Linked DNA regions of Mus musculus: region 2 is linked to region 1. The links are chromatin contacts, called in public HiChIP or PLAC-seq maps. All regions are on one chromosome and are shown on one strand. Each heading gives the region's core, a stretch centred on a gene start, on an enhancer-like site or on the middle of the called end of the contact. The rest is flanking DNA. Distances are from core to core; before and after follow the strand shown.

The links. HiChIP or PLAC-seq counts read pairs in DNA pulled down with a chosen protein or histone mark.
Region 2: a contact with region 1 is called in an H3K4me3 HiChIP or PLAC-seq map of the SCID.adh cell line, with 18 read pairs. The contact joins the promoter of Ccno here to the enhancer-like site in region 1. A contact is called at or near these places in 25 of 39 promoter capture datasets (the 3T3-L1 cell line, 3T3-L1-derived adipocytes, the HPC-7 cell line and 16 more), 2 of 15 datasets of contacts at CTCF or cohesin (CD8 T cells and stem cell-derived epiblast-like cells), 25 of 484 Hi-C or Micro-C datasets (CD4 T cells, CD8 T cells, ECoMG-derived neutrophils and 18 more), 13 of 115 datasets of contacts at active chromatin or transcription factors (CD8 T cells, the SCID.adh cell line, craniofacial prominence and 5 more) and 4 of 9 other capture datasets (adipose tissue, embryonic stem cells, liver and 1 more).

The regions. Positions count from the first base shown.
Region 1 is chr13:112,939,664-112,944,406 of GRCm38.p6, forward strand. It overlaps Dhx29 (DEAH (Asp-Glu-Ala-His) box polypeptide 29), which reads left to right. Exons shown (of 27, transcript NM_172594.3): 7 at 710-836; 8 at 2,010-2,168. Among named protein-coding and RNA genes, the nearest start is that of Dhx29, 14 kb to the left of the region's middle. Within about 2 kb of position 2,633, at least 22 of the 459 cell types and tissues checked have an H3K27ac peak or open chromatin away from gene starts, as enhancers often do. A contact at or near this core is called in the SCID.adh cell line, cerebral cortex, differentiating embryonic stem cells and 3 more, where this site is marked.
Region 2 is chr13:112,986,123-112,991,523 of GRCm38.p6, forward strand. Ccno (cyclin O) reads left to right here and starts at 1,680. Exons shown (of 3, transcript NM_001081062.1): 1 at 1,680-2,162; 2 at 2,769-2,954; 3 at 3,450-4,656. The coding sequence starts at 1,776. The coding sequence ends at 3,935.

The sequences.
Region 1 (4,743 bases), core at 1,383-3,882:
ACTTCACACACACTAGGTACTTAGACTAGTCAGAATCAGAGCCATGGCAAGGAGCGTTTTCTGGGGGCTGCTGGAGACTGAATTGGGCTGTTACTCTGTACTGTGTGCAGTGCTCCACTTCTGCAGCATATAAAGTTAGCCGGGCTGTGATCGGGGCAGGCTACACAATGACAGTGACATGAATGTATTACACAGCACTGAAGAGAAAAGCGGAATGGAGGGATGGTTGCATGGCGCCCTACAGAGGAAAGTGGGAATGACTGGAATGCGTGGGTAGGTTTGAGGCAGTCGGCCTCCAGTCGTTACTGCACTCTGGTGTGTGTCTACACACGGAGCAGCCCCAGAAGAGGGGGCTGAGGTGTGCTGCTGTGGTGATAGCCACTGTACTCCTTCCCAGCAGCGCTCGCGTGCCTCTCTTCCACATGCTGCTGTGTTTCCAATCTGCTACCCTCTATTAGCCCAGGAGACGAGAGTCAGTGGTGCTGAGCCCTCTGCTCTGCAGCATTTGCTCAGTCAAGTTAGAGCCTGTGTTTTCTGAGTTTTCCTCCACCCTTTTCTGTGTCTTGTATTTGTTTTATTTCTCTCTGGAAAGTTCTAGAAGTAGATGTGCTAGGTCTAAGGGTCATAGGTTTTGACACAATGTAGTGGTCACACATAAACTGTTCTTAGAATTTTTTTTTTTTTATTTTCATCATTTTACTTGGAAAAGAACCAAAGGTACTTGAACCTTGCAGCCAGACTTCTGGACGCAAAGGAGCAAGCCGCCGCCTTCAAACTAGAAAAAAACAAGCAAGGCCAAAAAGAGGCTCAAGAGAAAATAAGAAAGTTCCAAAGAGGTAAAGACCTATCGCGTGTTTGCTTGTAGAGTCATAATTCTGTGCCTGTACTTTTCTAACCATTTAGACTTGAGACTGGTTAACTGTTTAATATAGCAAGCCAAATGGCCAACGCTGTTGATGGTGTGGACTTTACAGTCTGCTACAACCTCTCAAGTGTTTCAACATAGAGAAGCCATATCTGTTTTAAAAACTGGAGGATTGTGTTGTAATCAAACACTAACCTATAGATTCCATGTAATTTCCAGGTCATTGAATAACTTTATTTTGTACATGTGTCTGGTCTCATGTGTGTGACAATGCATTGCCCATGTGTGCATATGTGGAAGCCAAGTGCCAATGTCTTTCTTTGTGTTTGGGTTTTTGGTGTTTTTTAGCGGAGGTAGTGGTGAGGTTTTGTTGTTTTGTTTTGAGACGGAGTCTCTCTATGTAGCTTTGGCTGTCCTGAAACTGTGTAGACCAGGTAGCCTCAAACTCACAAAGACCTGCCCGCCTGTGTCTCCCAAGTGCTGGGATTAAAGCCAGGTACCACAGTGCCCAGCTGGAACTTATTTTTTGAGACATGATCTCAAAAGTCTAGAGCTGGCCTTTGTTTTATCTAGACTGACTGGCAACAAGCTCCTGTAACCCGCCTGCTCCACGAACCTCTCCCAGGCTCTAGGGTTGCAGAGAAACACTGTTGGCAGCCACTAGTCACGTGGGCACTGGGGATCTGAAGTCAGATCTCTTTAGCCACTGGCTTTCTCCCTAGCACCTCTTTTCTTTTTTCTTTATTATTATTTTTTTTAAGAATAATTGTAAGCTATAAACTGTGCTAGCTCACAGAGAATACAGAAAAGGCAGTAGGCTGGATTTGGCAGTGTAGGTCATAGTTTGCTGATCCTAGATTTATAATGTAAATGCTATTTCCGTTCAAGAAAGAAATGCAAATGGATCTTATGTGTACGTTTTTCTATTGAAAGTGTTTATTTTTTTAGTCTATAATTGCTAATTCTTTTTATTATTATACATTATGAAAGTGACTAAATTTCACTTGGCATCTAACATAGATTCCAAGTAAGAACTATTAAGTAACTGATTATAAAAGATAGAGAAGACATGAAAGCTATATTTGCAAAATACAAAGCATGAAAAGCAAATATACAAAACTAAACATTTTTTTTTTCTTGATAGAAATGGAAACTTTAGAAGACCATCCAATATTCAACCCAGCCATAAAGATTTCACATCAACAAAATGAGAAGAAAAAGCCTGCTCCAGCCACAGAAGCTGAGAGTGCTTTAAACCTGAATTTATTTGAAAAATCTGCAGCTGCTACCGAGGAAGAGAAAGGTAAAGTCAGGGGAGCAGGAGCTGCTTCGCCTCTGCAGACTCCTTCAGCTGGCAGGAGAACTGCGCTTTCCTGGGGCTTTCTCTTAGGTGATAACAATATGATAGCTCGCTCGGAGCCATTTGTCTTTGCAGAGACGTTAGCCAAGCCTGTCTCTCTCTGGTTCATTCTCCACACGTGACAGCTAGATTTTAACTGTCAGCCTGACGCTGCCTAGAATCGTGTGTGTGTGTGTGTGTGTGTGTGTGTGTGTGCGTGGGTTTGCTGGCAGGTTTGTGCACATGGGTGCTGAGGAAGCCAGAGGGTGTTGGGCGCTCTCAATCTGGAGTACAAGCAACTGTGAGCTGCCCCGCGTGGGTTCTGAGAACCAAGCTCGGGTCCTCTGCAAGAGCAGTACATGCCCGCCCTTAACCACAGCGAGCTCTCTTTCTGGTCCCTGACAAAGCAGCCTTGGCTTTATCAGGCTGGTCTTTGGGCATGTCTGTGAGGGGTTCCCTTCGTTGATAACTGATTTAGGAGGCCTGGCCGGCTGTGAGGGCACCGTTCTCTGGCAGGTGGTCCATGGCTGTGTGAGAAAGCTAGCTAAGCATGAGGCCGAGGGGAGCCAGCAAGCAGCACCCCACCCCCCACCCCAGGGTTTCCCTGGAGGTGAGAATATTCCTGCAGTGATGGTCTATGAGCTGGGAACTGTGAGCCAGTTAACCCTTTCTTCCCAAAGTCATCTTTAATCAGAGTGCTTTTTAATGACAGAGTGCAAACTATGGCATTGACTTTCTGAAAAATATGAATGAGAGTTTATTTAAATGCAAGCTCTCTGTTTAAACCTTCTTTCTTTGTTGCTTCTGTGGTTTTTAATCTTGGAGATCAAACCCAGGGTCTCGCACACTGAAGCAAGTGTTCTGCAGGAGCTCTGTGTGTCCCAGCTTCTCCAGTGAAACACCTTCGTGACATCAGTTACAAGCCCAAAGCCGTTCATCGCTTTTGAGAGCTTTTGCATTCGTATTCATTTGTATCTTTCCACTTTGTTTTCCGATGTTCCAGCCACTTGAGTCCTTATGACATCTGTCATTTGACAGTTCCATTCCTTTGCCTAGCTTGCTACCCCTAGTGCCAAGGCGCAACTCAAACAATATTATTTCCTGACTCCCTCAGTCCTCCATGGCCCCGAGATGCAAGGGGTCGCACATTCCTGTGTATTGCTGCACTTACCAGTTGTATTCTTTGCATGCTTTATCAGATTATATGACAGGCCACACCTATATTAAATGGTAGACATTTTAGCATTATTCATTCCTTCAGTAATACTTATTGGATCATTATTGTACATTAAAATGAGTTATGTGAACAAGTAACCCAACTTCTTTTCTCTGTGTAATCTAAGATGGAATGTGAACACAGAGATTTTTAAACAGTGAGTTGTGCTTTCAGAGAATAATGACATTTCACAACAGAGCAGGGCTGGCGATGTGGCTTAGCAGTCACAAGCACACTCTGGCTCCAGGGGATCTGACACCCTCTTATGGGTATCTGTGCTCATATGTGTATATCCACACCTACACAGACACACACATACAGATATAATTTTAATAATAATAATAATAATAGAGAGCTCTAATTTGAGCTGGGGCTACTTTCCTTGTATTTAGTTCTGAGGACAAGCAGATAGCCTGACAGATGGTCAGATGTTAGCCTAGTGGCAAATTGGTGGGGAGAAAAACTCCAAAGAAGAGAGATAATAAGTTACAAGTCTTTGGGTAAAATGAGTTTATCGCATCACTATTACGAAGGTTTTCTGTAATTGAGACATACTGTATCTGAGTTATCTGATATGAACATTGGCGTACTTAAGATGTGACTAGTATGACTGACAACTTGAAATTGTAATTGGTTTCTAACCACAAGGCTGGTAGCTACTGGGCCAAACACACTTTGAACATTTAAGGACTTGCCTGAGGACCAGTGTAATCACAGCATGAAGGGAGGAATGACACGTGATAGTAGGGGTGGACCACAGAAGCCTTTAGGGCCCTTACCAAGAATGAGTACTTAAGCTGGGCAATGGTGACACACACCTTTGATCCCAGCACTTGGAAGGCAAAGGCAGGTGGATTTCTGAGTTCCAGGACAGCCAGGGCTATACAGAGAAACCTTGTCTCGAACCGCATCCCCCCCTCCCCAAAAAAATGAGTACTTAATTTTAGATATACCATGGAGCCATTGAAGGGGGTATTGATGGCTGTGTTAAGCAGAGAAATGGCATCTGACATATTTTTTCCAGTAACTACGTGGAGGGCATCCTACCAAATATTGTCATTCGGTAAATATGGCCATGCATAAGGTCCTCATGGCCAGCCAGCTGTGGGAAGAAGGCAAGGAGGATCAGGAGTTCAAAAGCATCCTTGGCTGCAGATCAAGGTTCGGGTCAACCCGGGCCATGTGAGACACTGTCTGAAAACTAACAGCAACAACAACAAAAGCCGGGGGATGTTCTGTGGGCCACGAAGAGGATGCCCCACCTAGAGAAGAGCGAACCTTTGGTCCTTCTTCACCCGGTCCCTTCAGAAATGCTGTTCTTAA
Region 2 (5,401 bases), core at 430-2,929, 46 kb after region 1:
TTGGTGTGTCAGGATGGGTTAGTACTCAGAGGGAGAGGGCGGCCCCTTCTCAATGCAGGGAAGGAGGGGGAAGGGGCGATGTGAGGCGGTAACTGAGAGGAGGAGGAGCTGCGATAGGGATGTAAAGTGAATAAATAAAATAAATTAACGGGGGGGGGGGGAGTTTCAAGATTTCTCATCGATGTTACTTGACTCGCAAGGCAAGTAATATCCTTTTACAGACGACGAAATGGAGACCGAATAATGTCTTGCTGAACAAGATCATTAAATAGGTACACTCTGGATCCTACTGATGAGGTGCTTTGTGCTCTTTCCCGCTGGACCAAGAGGCAGAATCAGAGAGTTCCTAGATCCTTCCTCCTCACCCAGAAAACTCTTCTAGGAAGAGGTCTGCTATGTGGCCCCCTTGCTGTGGATTCGGTTGATCTCCCCGTAATGTTACCCATCAACAGCCTGAGAGGAGACAGAAAGCCAGGCACTTGCATGTAGAAAACTCCTCTCAGGTGATTCTCAGCAACCCCGCGTCACACAAGTGCTGCAATTTAAAGCGCCTTCAGAATCACAGAGAATAGAAACGGAGGCGAGAAGCTGAAATCCAGCCCTTTCCCCTCACCTGCTTCTCTGGCAAGTTTCTAGGGGGAGGATTTGCACGTGGACTCCAACAATTTCCAGCTGTCTTTGGAATCAGTGAGGACGGCCGCGTGTGCAGAACTCACAGCGCCTTAACGTCTCTTTTAGATCAGGACCGGAGTTTGGAGTACACGGGTTGAGAATGGAGAAGGTGTCACATTCTACCTTTCTCTCTTGTCCCCGCGCCTCCCCCTCCCCCAACTCTGCATTCCTTTGATTTCCCTCCATCCTACCCTGGGCACAAAGAATAACCTAGAAAGGTAGAGGGTTAAAAGCTAATGACCCAAAGCAGAACACACTGTGAGCAATTCCACAGAAATGCCACCTGTGACATTAAGGCCCTAAACGGCTGCAGCCTTGGCGTGTTTGGCTCGGGATGAAAAGTGCGGGGCAAAGTATCCAGAGGGCAGCGGGCTTGTGCGACGGTCATTTGAAGTAACTTCCTACGTTTTTGGATCACAAATACCTGTCTGACAGGACGGGCTCCCACATACTTAACAGACGTTAGCGACGCGCCAAAGTTCTCCTTCCCTGGGCCAGCGGAATGAAATAAAATAGTCGCAAATCAAGTCCTTTTATGGGTCACTGAAGAAAACCTAGCCTGATCTTGGTCCGGAGCTCAGAGGCGGACCCACCTGGATGAGGGTTGGCATAAAAGATGATCACACCAGGCCAGACAATCTAACCAAGGACCAGGTTCCCCGGAGCAGCCTTTCCCTTTTTCCGGGGGCGGCTGAACCGCTCAGACGGCCCATGGCTCCCCTAGGTGGCCAGTGATCTTTACGCTCTTCCACCGAGCTCAAGCAGCTGGCGCCAGGACCCGGGCTGCGGTTGCCACGGTGACGACAGACGCGCGGAGCCTGCAGCTGAAGGCGGGTGAGAGGCGGGAGTTGCAACGCCTCCTCCCCCTGCAACCAGCGCGGGGGCCACGCGTTGCTCGCACGCGAGGGGTGTGGCTCTGCCTCCGGGAAAGCGCGGCCCGTGGGCGGCTCGGGGCTCAGCCAGTGAGAGGCCGGGGGAGTGGTGGAGGGAAGGCACAGTCCGGGTACTTAGAGCTGCGCCGCCAGCGGGACCGGATCTTCCTCGCAGCTCTCGCGCCGACGCTCCGGGCGTCGTAGACGCTAGGAGCGCTACCCGATTGTAACATGGTTACCCCTTGCCCTGCCAGCCCGGGCAGCCCCGCCGCGGGAGCCGGGAGGCGAGACAGCCACCAGAACCTCCGCGCCCCAGTGAAGAAGAGCAGACGCCCGTGCCTCCGGAGAAAGAAGCCGCTGCGGCCGCTGAACGCGTGTTCGCTCCCGGGAGACTCGGGCGTCTGTGACCTTTTCGAGTCCCCCAGCTCCAGCTCGGACGGCGCCGACAGCCCCGCAGTGTCTGCGGCGCGGGACTGCAGCTCCCTACTCAACCCTGCCCAGCCCTTGACAGCGCTGGATCTCCAGACCTTCCGAGAATACGGCCAGAGCTGCTACGACTTCCGAAAGGCGCAGGAGAATCTTTTCCACCCGCGGGAGTCGCTGGCGCGCCAGCCACAAGTGAGGCGCTGGCAAGAGCCAGACCCGGGGCCGTCGCGCTTCTGTCTCTCCCAGGCTAGCTCGCTCTCTCCATGGCTGCTGGCTGCCCTTCGCACAGCCCTAGTCATTGCAGCCCATTATCTGCCATCAGTAGGAGCAATTGGGACCTTCAAGGATTGGCCCACTGACCTATTTAGATGGAGAAAGGTTGTGGGTGGAGAGGTGGATATCGGAAGTTATAGGGGGTGGGTAGAGGAGTTTTATTATAACGCAGTTCGACAGCTTCTACGTCAGATCCAGAACTCCTAAATTTGCTTGCACTTCTGTTTAAAAAAAAAACAAAAACTTTACCCCCCACCCCCCACCCCTTATAGTCCCTTTGACTTGCTGAGAGGGTTAGACTGGGTAGTGTGCCCTAATGCACTGTGCACAATACCAGGCGCGAGCCCAAACGTTCCCAGGCGTTCCGGAACGCCTGGTTTAAGGCAGGCCCGTACCTCCCCCCCTCCCCCCCACGTGCCTCCTATTTTTCAGTCATTTAGCGTTTTCCCCTTTGCCTCTCTGCCTCTCTGGATTGTTTTGTTCGGGCGCGCGCTTCAGCACACTCCCCCTCTCGCTCCCGGCCAGGTGACTGCCGAATCGCGCTGTAAACTGCTCAGCTGGCTCCTGCAAGTCCACCGCCAGTTCGGCCTCTCTTTCGAGTCGCTGTGTCTGACCGTGAATACTCTGGACCGTTTTCTCCTCACGACCCCTGTTGCTGCAGACTGCTTCCAGCTGCTCGGGGTCACCTGTCTGCTCATCGCTTGCAAGCAGGTACCACCAGGCGAAAGAGTGCGATGTGTTTGCAGCCAGCGCCCCCCTTCCCCAACTCGTGCATGGCTTAGGGCTGGGTTGCTTGGCTTATCTGGGCAGATGCTCGAAGATCTTTCCATGTCATAGCCTTAACTTCTCTTACCACTCACAGCAACAATCCTTTCAGACTACAAAGAGGTTAGGCTGTAGCTGGCCGCCCAACCAAAGCTTTGTGGTACTTGTCTCTGGAAAAGATGCTTTTAAAGTCAATCTCTCTCTCTCTCTCTCTCTCTCTCTCTCTCACACACACACACACACACACACATTTTAAAGTTGGGTTGTAGATAGAGAAGGTGCACTAGCAGCTGTGGGTGGGGGGAGAGGTTTCAGGAGCGGAATTGTGGAAGTGGAAGGAATATAGAGTTCGAGTCCCAGTTTTCTCCCGGGTTTTAGGCTGGATGGATTTGGGTCCCAGGTACCCACCAGTCCGGAACTGGAGCACACTCTGTGTTGCAGGTAGAGGTGCACCCACCTCGCTTGAAACAGCTCCTGGCCCTGTGCGGCGGTGCGTTCTCCCGGCAGCAGCTGTGCAACCTGGAGTGCATCGTGCTGCATAAGCTCCACTTCAGCCTGGGCGCGCCCACCATCAACTTCTTCCTGGAGCACTTCACTCAGTGGCGCATGGAAGCCGGCCAGGCTGAGGTCACCGAAGCTCTAGAGGCTCAAACCCTGGCCCGGGGAGTGGCGGAGCTGAGCCTAACGGATTACGCGTTCACTACCTACACGCCGTCCCTGATGGCTATCTGCTGCCTGGCGCTGGCTGACGGATTGCTGCAGCACCAGCACGAGATGGACCTGCGCCTGGGAGAGCACCCAGAGGCCACACTGCAAGACTGTCTGGGCAAGCTGCAGACGCTAGTGTCCATCAATAGCAGCTCCCTGCCTCGCATTCTGCCTCCCCAGATCTGGGAGAGGTGCAGCCTGCCCCAGAGTTGGCAATAAAAAGCACCCCCTTGAGCTCCTTTTTAAAATTCCCTGGTCCCTGCTCCGTGCCTTAAGGAGAATATGCAGTACAGATCCAAAGAGAAGTTGAGGTCTCCTACCTGTAAATACTGTACAATAACGGATTCTTTATTTATTTTGTAGTACACAAGGGCAGGGGTGACAGTTCTGGCTTGTCTAAATGCTGCTGTTGGCATGCCTGACTGTCTGCTTTTCCCAGGCGAAGTCCATCACGAGGTAGCCAATTCCGGAGGCTCTTCCCTGCTCCCACAGTTTTACTTTGTAGTTAGCTCTGTGAAAACAACCTGGCAAGATTTTATATGCCACTGTTCCAGAAAGCAGACAAGTCAAGGTGGCTTGTCCGTATCTTAACCCCCTCCAGTCAGGAGGCTGAGTTCCCTCCCCCATGCCAGTGGCCCAAGGAGAATGAGACAGGGTTAGAAGTCAGAGTGGTCTGTGCTGTCCGGAAAGGCAGTGGCTGCACTAACTGATGTGGAGCTGGGAAGCTTTGGGGACCGGGCAGCCATACTAGCAGTGGGTGAAGCAAGAGACAGTCCCTGGTGCAACACAGGAAATGCTGGAATGCCTTTTGCGTATTGTTATAGCTGTTGCAACCTGGGTCATTTCCTCTGCAGCTACACTCATGGTTCAGTTTATACTGCAGCATGAGCCCAGGGTAATTCTGGTACGGCAGTAATAAATATTATACTATTTGCAACATATCCTGTGTGCGACAATTATTTTACTCTTGGAGAATGCTTTGGAACAGTCTTGTCCCACTTTCCAGAGGCTGACACTGGGACACAGGACTTGGAGGCAATGCCATCCATGAGTCTTAACCATTAGCCACATTGCTAAGCTCCCCCCCCCCCCCCGTTTGTTTTTGGAAATTCTAACGCCCTCGTTCTCCATTTAGCGCCCCTGAACTCTGTTCAGTTGTCTTCTAAGCCTTGCTCCAGGACTCTCTAGATAGGAAACTTGGCCGAGAAGCAAGCAGCACCCTAGGGTACTGTGGTTCTGCAGTTGTCACATGATCTTTAGACTCATTGTCATTAATCAGCTGTAGGCTCTGACCCTCAGCTCCACCACCTGCAACAAATTCTTGAATTTCATTGAACCTCACAGTGGACCTGTGTGTGTGTGTGGGGGGGGGGCGTGTTAAGCTTAAAAGGGATTTGTTTCTGTAGTGGGGGTGAGGAGGATAGTAGCCATGGAGCCATTTTGCTAGGAGATCTAAGGCCCACTTCTCTAAAACTGGGATAATGGCACCCATCAGAGTTGCACCTCCTTCCCAAGCACAGATCCTAATAGAACCCCCAAGAAGCAACAGCCTAGCCTGCACAGTGCTAGGAGGAGAGAAGTTATGAAGGAAAACAAAACCAAACCTAATTAGGGTGGAAGAAGCCAACTTGAACATTTAGAGCTTTTTCATCCCTCCAGAGACCGGACCTTTCTGCTCTCTGGAT